Linked DNA regions of Sus scrofa: regions 2 and 3 are each linked to region 1. A link is a contact called in public HiChIP or PLAC-seq data. All regions are on one chromosome and are shown on one strand. The core of a region is the stretch at or near the end of the contact, and the rest is flanking DNA. Distances in the headings are between cores, read along the strand shown.

The links. HiChIP or PLAC-seq counts read pairs in DNA pulled down with a chosen protein or histone mark.
Region 2: a contact with region 1 is called in an H3K27ac HiChIP or PLAC-seq map of alveolar macrophages. The contact joins two enhancer-like sites. A contact is called at or near these places in 2 of 2 datasets of contacts at active chromatin or transcription factors (alveolar macrophages and skeletal muscle).
Region 3: an H3K27ac HiChIP or PLAC-seq map of alveolar macrophages shows a contact between it and region 1. The contact joins two enhancer-like sites. A contact is called at or near these places in 1 of 47 Hi-C or Micro-C datasets (embryonic fibroblasts) and 2 of 2 datasets of contacts at active chromatin or transcription factors (alveolar macrophages and skeletal muscle).

Annotation. Positions count from the first base shown.
Region 1 is chr9:71,083,844-71,086,559 of Sscrofa11.1, reverse strand. All of the region lies in intron 10 of CDK14 (cyclin-dependent kinase 14), which reads right to left. Among named protein-coding and RNA genes, the nearest start is that of FZD1, 260 kb to the left of the region's middle. Within about 2 kb of position 1,434, at least 1 of the 83 cell types and tissues checked has an H3K27ac peak or open chromatin away from gene starts, as enhancers often do. A contact at or near this core is called in alveolar macrophages, where this site is marked.
Region 2 is chr9:70,720,574-70,723,327 of Sscrofa11.1, reverse strand. All of the region lies in intron 2 of CDK14 (cyclin-dependent kinase 14), which reads right to left. Among named protein-coding and RNA genes, the nearest start is that of CDK14, 44 kb to the right of the region's middle. Within about 2 kb of position 1,262, at least 1 of the 83 cell types and tissues checked has an H3K27ac peak or open chromatin away from gene starts, as enhancers often do. A contact at or near this core is called in alveolar macrophages, where this site is marked.
Region 3 is chr9:70,704,738-70,707,504 of Sscrofa11.1, reverse strand. The region is part of intron 2 of CDK14 (cyclin-dependent kinase 14); the gene reads right to left. Among named protein-coding and RNA genes, the nearest start is that of CDK14, 28 kb to the right of the region's middle. Within about 2 kb of position 1,459, at least 12 of the 83 cell types and tissues checked have an H3K27ac peak or open chromatin away from gene starts, as enhancers often do. A contact at or near this core is called in alveolar macrophages, where this site is marked.

The sequences.
Region 1 (2,716 bases), core at 185-2,684:
TTTCATGTGGGGAAGGGTGGCGGGGGGTTTGGGATGGAAATTTTGTAAAAACATGGGTTGTGACAATGGTTGTACAACTATAAATGTAATACAATCCATTGAGTTGGGGGAAAAAAAGGGACCCTCCACAGAGCAGCTTACAACATGACAGCTGGCTTCCCTCAGAGCCAGCCAGGGATACAGTAAGAGATTTCTACTTCTTTCTTTCGGTAACATGGTCTCAGAAGTCACATTCCAATTCCTTGTCACAATCTATTCACGAGAAGCAAATCTGTAGGTCCAGCCCACACTCAGGGAAAGGGGGTTATACATGGGAATAAATACCAGGAACCATCACTGGGCATCACTGGAACCATCACAGGAGGTAAAGTGTGATGTTCTGAGGAATTAAAGATGTTCTAAATGGAAAAAAAAAATTCAGGCAGAATTTGAGTTAGAGAAATCTACTTTGGGAATTCCCTGGTGGCTCAGCGGGTTAAGGATCCAGTTTTGTCATTGCAGTGGCTCTGGCTATAGCTGCGGCACGGGTTCAATCCCTGGCCCTGGAACTTCTGCATGCAGAGGGTGTGGGCAAAAAAGAAAATCTGTTTTATGGATAACATTCTGAGAATTTGCTAAGAAGCGTCATCACCTCCTCCCTACACCGCAGATGTGTCACACTATGGCAGTATGTGACCATTTTCTTTAGTCTGACGCATCTGTGAACTTGCTAGTCAAAAAAGGAAGAAAAGGAGAGTGAACAAACAAGGGACCTCATGACCTATGAAATAACACTCTGTGACAATTCACACTTTCATATTCATCGTGGGAAGCAGTACTGCAATGGCTATAAGGAGATGGGATAAACAACAACAATTTTAGAAGCTTGGTAAAATTGTTTCCTAGATTATTTTTTTCCTACCAAGCTGTTATCAGATCCAAATGGTGATATGCCTTAATGGAAATTTACACAATCAATGTGGCAGTTTTAAAACATGGCTCCAGGATTCTTTTTTTTTTTTTTTTTTAATGACCACACTCATTGCTTCAGGACAATTTTTTTTTCTTTCTTTTTAGAGCCACACCTGCGGCATATGGAAGTTCCCTTGCTAGGGATCGAATTGGAGCTGCAGCTACAGGCCTACATCACAGCCACAGCACTGTGGGATCCAAGCTATGTCTGTGACCTACACCACCGCTCATGGGAACACTGGATCCTTAATCCACCGAGAGAGGCCAGGAATCGAACCCACCTCCTCCTGAATACCAGTCGGGTTCCTAACCCACTGAGCCACAAGGGCAACTCTAGACTCTGGCATTCTTGACACTCTTTCCATCTAGAACTGGGGTCTGTGTCCCCTCTCCTTGACTCTGGGTGAGGGTTTGTAACTGCTGTGACTGACAGAGCCACTTCTGAAGCTAAGTTAAGAGGAACCAGGGAGTTTCTCTTTCCTCTTAACTCACCCACTCTTGGAAACCAACCACCATCCCATGAGGAAGCTCAAACGAGCCCACATGGAGAGAACCCACATAGGGCCTCAAGTTGATGAAGGGAGGGGTATGTGGCTGGTTCCCCAACTGCTCCAGCTTCTGATGGTTTCTGCTCCAGCCACTATCTGTCTACAGCCATATTTCTGAAACCATATGAGAGACCTGTAAGTCCAGAACTGCTCGGCCCACTCTTTACTGAATGTATTACCCCGAAACCATGACTGATAATTATAAAATACGACTGCCGTGGACTTCACCCAGAGTTTTGCGATGGTTACATAACATGAGATAACTTCAACAGCCAGGAAGTAATCACATACTGACAATAAAGTCATGTATAAATAAAATGGTAACATAAAAGAGGGCTATATTATATTAAAACATTTTCAAAACATTTAAGACTGTTAGACCACAGATGTGAACCACTGCCTCCAGAAAAGTCTTTGGCAAAAACTACTACAATAGGGAAACATTTACTGCTAGGGTGGATTTGCCTAAAAGCAATCTTGTGTTAATAGGAAAGGAACCATTACAAATCACAGAAATTGGAAACAGAGCACTTCTATTCCTATTATATGTTTCAGACCAACAACTGATTAGCAAATGTGGTCAGAGAACCACCGCCTTCTCTCGTCCTATCAAGTATCATAATACCACTTGGTATTACACCTGCTGCGCAAGTATTACTCATTCCCTTCAACCTGCCCCCAACGCCCTACAGATGCAGCTCACTCTGTCAGCCTCACTGTCCTTTTCATTTAAGTATCATGCACATCAGGACACCTTTGAATTCCTTTTTTTCTCCTCTGCACCATTTATCTATATCTGCCTCTCCTTCCTTTCCTCTCTTCTTTCTCATCTTCCAGAAAAATCATTTCATCCACATTTTCAAAGCACCATCCCCTCCACCCATTTCCTCTTGTCTACTAATCCAGCAAACATGCTTTCTTTTATTTTTGGTGTCCTCTACCTTACAAACATCCTGGTCATTATTTTTAAAATATTTATGACACACAATCAAATTTATAAATCTCAACTTAAAAAAAAAACACCTTTAGGAGTTCCTGTTGTGGCTCAGCAGTAACAAACTCGACTAGTATCCTTGAGGACATGGGTTCGATCCCTGGTCCTACAAGGTGGGTTAAGGATCTGGTGTTGGCATGGGCTGTGGTGTAGGTCGCAGATGCAGCTCAGATCCTGGGTTGCTGTGGCTGTGGTGTAGGCCGGGAGCTACAGCTCCAATTCA
Region 2 (2,754 bases), core at 13-2,512, 360 kb after region 1:
TTCTCATCTTTGTATCTCCAGTATCTGGCATAGGCTCTGGTATTCAATACATGCTCACTGAATAAATAAAAAATGCTCCTCATTCATGACATACTAATAGGAAACAAACACACATTTCAAACACATTTCAAAATAATGTATTTAGTCAGAGATATACAATTTAAAGCAACTTTGACTATATATAGTAGGGAACATTACACTTAACAAAAGAGTAAAATTTTAAAAATCTCAGCAATCTATTCATTCCTGAGAGTCAGCTAAAATTTTATCCAAGGGAAATAGCTCCCCCCCCAAAAAAAAACCTAAGGCGTACAGAAATTTTCATTATTTAAAATATCAACTTTAAAGTGGGGGGGATAAATTAGGAGTTTGAGATTAAAAATATACACACTATTATATATAAATTAAATAACTAACAAAGACCTACTGTGTAGCACAGGAATTCTACTCAATAACTTTTTTTTCTTTTTTTGGCTGCCCCCCTTGCATATAGAATTCCTAGGCCAGGCCAAGATCAAATCTGTGTCCTGGTGCTGCAAAGACTCTTACTGTTCCTGCTGTGCCACAGCAGGAACTCTTCTCTACTCAACACCTTGTAATAAGCTATAATGGAAAATAATCTAAAAAAGAATATTTATGTGTGTGTGTATATATATATATATTCTTCTTAGATTATTTACACATTTATATTATTTACATATTTAATATGTAAACATCATTATTATTAGTAGTATTACATATTAACATATTTAATATTTATATTATTTACAAATATACACACACATATGTATATGCATACCTGAATCACTTTGCCATACACCTGAAACTAACACAACATTGTTAATCAACTACATTTCAATTTAAAAATAAATAAAATCAAATACCAAAATATGGGAAAGTCCTTATACAGGAGGAAAATGAGCAAAGTATCCTGCCTCAACTCAGTGAAATATGATGCAACCCAAAAAGCTGATAATTTAAGATGGCAGAACTATCGTGGCTTTTTTTTCATGATTTGAGGTTACATCTGGAACAGTTCATCATAAGTTTATTTAAAAGATACAAAATATGTCATTTCTGGCATATTACAACCACTGACACTTTAAAAACAGAACTATTAACATTATTTTTAAAGCAGCTCCATTGAGATATAGTTCCCATGCCATATAATTTACTCATTTAAACTATACAACTCAATGACTTTTAGTATATTCACCAAGTTGTAAAAACATCAACAATACATTTTAGAACATTTTCACTTCCTCAAAAAGAAACCTCACACTCCCTAGCTGTCAGTCCCCAATCCTCTCACGAGCTTCCTACCCAGCCCTAGGTAACCACCAATCTGCTTTCTGTATCTATAGATTTAGCTATTTTGGAATTTTTGTATAAGTGGAATTATACAATATTAGTCTTTTGTGACTGGCTTTTAGTATAATGTTATCAAAATTTATTGACATTTTAGCATCTATCAATAATATTTCATTTCTTTTTATTAACTGATAATGTTCCATTGCATAGATATATCACATTTTATTTATCCATCATCAAGTGATGGATATTTGGACTGCTCTCACTTCTCCGCTATTAGCAACAATGCTACTATTAACATTTGTATACAAGTTTGCAAGTGGACATGTTTTCATTTCTCTTGGGTGTATACTGAGGAGTGGAACTGCCGGTTACCATAATTCTATGTTTAACTATTTGAGGAACTACAGATTGTTTTCAAAAGCAGCTGAATCACACATAGCTTCACCAACACTTATAATTGTCTTTTTTTATTCTACTCATCCTATCAGGTATAAGATGGTACCTCATTTTAGCTTTGACTTGCAATTCTTTGATGGCATATTTTCATATGTTTATTAGCCATTTGTATATCTTCTTTGGAGAAATGTCTATTCAGGTCCCTTTCCTTTTTTTTTTTTTTGTCTTTTTAGGGGCACACCCGTGCCATAAGGAGGTTCCCAGTCTAGGGGTCGAATAGGAGCTGTAGCCACCAGCCACAGCCGCAGCCATAGCAACTTCAGATTTGAGCCATATCTGTGACCTACACCACAGCTCATGGCAATGCCAGATCCCTGACCCACTGAGCGAGGCCGGGGATCGAACCTGCATCATCATGGATACTAGTCAGATTCATTTCCATTGAGCTACAATGCGAACTCTTTTTGACAATTTTTAATGCAATTATTTGTCTTTTTATTATAGAGCTATAATGGTTCTTTATATATTCTGGATACTTGCCCCTTATCAGACATACAACGTGCAAAAATTTTCTCCCATTATGTGGGCTGCCTTTTCACTTTCTTATCACTATTCTTTTAAATATGTCCAGAGAAGACTAAGTATCATGGAGATTTCAATTCCACATAATCCATATAAAACATAAATGAACAAGGACTAGGAAACCTATACCCTTTTCTCCTTGAAATGATATTTCATTCCTCTTTTCCCTCAGAATTTCATCCTAATAGATTTATGCTTAGAATTCTTTTACTGATTTATTAATACTCTATTGTACTGCTCTGCAACAAAAAGCTCCATATCTACTTTAAGATTTTTAAATGCCTTTGATTTCCTGTAATCACAAAACCCTAGGCGTTAATATCTCTTCTGGATTCAGTTATTATAATGATTTTATATTTTTATATTTCTATTATAATTAACTTCTAATTATATTATAACAAATAACAGGACACAGTAAGCATATTTACTGTGATAACTAGTTATTAAACATAAGGAATACAT
Region 3 (2,767 bases), core at 210-2,709, 380 kb after region 1:
ATCCTTTGGTTATTAAATATCTAGAGGAGTTGAAATAATCAATTATTTTATGCTCCTTCTTTTTCATTTTGAAAAATAGTCATCTGAGACCTGAAGAAAAAGGACAGCTTTCATTTAGAAAGTTATAAGCACTTGGGAGTTCCCATCATGGCACAGCAGAAACAAATCTCACCAAGAACCATGAGGCTTCGGGTTCAATCCCTGGCGTCGCTCAGTGGGTTAAGGATCTGGCATTGCTATGAGCTGTGGTATAGGTTGCAGACGCAGCTCAGCTCGGATCTGGCATTGCTGTGGCTGTGGTGTAGGCTGGTGGCTACAGCTCTGATTAGACCCCTAGCCTGGGAACCTCCATATGCTGCGGGTGCATCCCTAAAAATAGCAAAAAAAAAAGAAAAGAACGTTATAAGCACCAAGAAAAAACACTGATAAAATCATTTCATGTAATACTGCAAAGGAAGAGAGAAAAAAATCATCTGCAGATGACATGATTATATACCTAGAAAACCCAAAGGAAGCCTCTGAAAAGACTGTGGAGCCAAAAGAGTTGCGTAAAATAGCAAAATACAAAATAAACATGTAAAAATCTACAAGAGCAAGCAGAAACAATAAAAGTTTATTCTTATTCTAATTAGCGATTATTTTTTAAAGCTGCCTCGAAACAGCATTCCTGACAAATGAAAAAAGTAGGTCACAAAAATTTTTTAAACTATAATACTTGGTGAAGAGAGTTTTTTTTTTTTTTTTAATAGGCTTAAATGATAGTGGAACATACTTTGTTCCTGGGTGAAAAAAAACTAAACTTCCTGAAAAGGGGATTTTTTAATATATTGAAAAAAGACTTTTTACTAAATATAAACCTTAATTGTTTACACTTCAATTTTTTATGTCATCTGTTCTTTTTTTACTTTTTCATTAATGACCAGGTGTTATTTTACAATGTTAAAACATAACTATTAGAATTGCTAACAATAAAAATATCAAAATTTTTCAAATGCAATCTTTGAGTTTTGAGGGGTCAAATCAGAGCTACAGCTGCTGACCTATGCCACAGCCACAGCACGGCCAGATCCCAGCCTGTCTGTGACCTACGCCCCAGCTCAAGGCAACGCTGGATCCTTTAACCCACTGATGGAGGCCAGGATCAAACCCACATCCTCCTCATGTATACTAGTTGGGTTCGTTTCAGCTGAGCCAAATAGGAACTCCCTTGAGGCTGTATTTTAATCAAATTTCCACTTTTCCTAAGCCCCTAAATATGTGTTAACTGAGTTTCTAGAAAGGAGCTTAAGATTGAGCAGTAGACACAGAGAAGCAGGAAAAACCTCAGCTTTCTTTCTTTCCCTTCCTTTAGTCTCTAGATAAACATAATCTGAAGTTAAAAACAAAAAGGTGTTACAACAGAGGTCAGCATATCATACTAGTCTCCAGCCTCAGGAGAAATGACCAAATGGAAGTAGAAACTAGTCAGAGGTTCTCACATGTGAGTTAAACGGTCCCCAAACAAACAGCAGGAAGGGCTGGCAAATACACTCATTTTAAAAGTAAATATTAACTTAATGAGCTTGGTGACCGGAAATACAATACTGGTCTCTTGGGATTTTTCACTTCCTTGCTCCTTTTCACAAAAAGAAAAAAACACTAAGAAGGCACACATTCTCCTACTTTTGAGCGCAACTGACAAGAACCAGAGAAGAAATCTAAAAATCACCCTGTGTGTCTGTGTCCTCAAAACTTCCCAACTCAACTGGTGGTAAAAGCAGAAAGAAAAAGTAAACCAAACAATATGCACGCCACAACTGGTCCATCAAACACAGTGGGGAGCAGAAGGAAGTTCAAGTCTTTTTTTAGGGGCCATAATTCTGCTGTCCAATTGCAAAATGGGGACCAATCATTATAAAGCATCGGTATCACCTTCCTGCTACTAGGCCCTTACCTGTACCAGTCACGCACCAGAAAAGAATATTGTCTGTCACGCTGGGAGGGTAGAAAAAGCAGCCACAAGGTCACTACACTGACTGGACCCAATGCCTGGACTGTGAAAGAGCTCAGGACAAAGAAGCCCACTGGCTGGCAGCTAGACCGTTTGCTTCAGAGAAGATGGAGCTGACTGTCGCCACCAAGATCAAGCAGTTCCAGGGCAAAAAGAAAACCCAGTGATATTGGGAGCATAGGGAAGAAGAGAAAGAAAGAAAAGAAATGGTCTGTTTCTTTTCTCAGCACCCACCCTACTAATAAAAAGGAATATGAAACATTCAATGTCTTGCTCCATGCCCACCTAAAAGCTTTTTTTTCCCCTAAGATGTAACTATTAAAAAGATCTATCTGTTTAAAATAGATGACTAAAAAGAACCTACTGTATAGGACAGGAAAATCTACTCAACAGTTTATAAAAACCTACATAGGAAAAAAAGAATGGATATATATCTATACATATAATCTAGTACAACTGAAACTAATACATCATTGTAAGTAAACTATACTCCCATAAAATTCATTAAAAATTAATAATAAGGATGGTTACATAATATGAAAATACAGAGATCTGTTTCCTCTATATTTTCAGCATTCACAAACATTTCAGTTGACACAATACAAAACAAAAACAAAGCTAGAGGGAGTTCCCGTTGTGGCACAGCAGGAACAAAACCAAGTTGTATCCATGAGGACGGAGGTTCAATCCTTGGCCTTACTCAGTGGGTCAGCGATCCAGCATTGCTGTGACCTGTGTTGTAGGTCACAGATGCAGCTCAGTTCCTGCGTGGCTGTG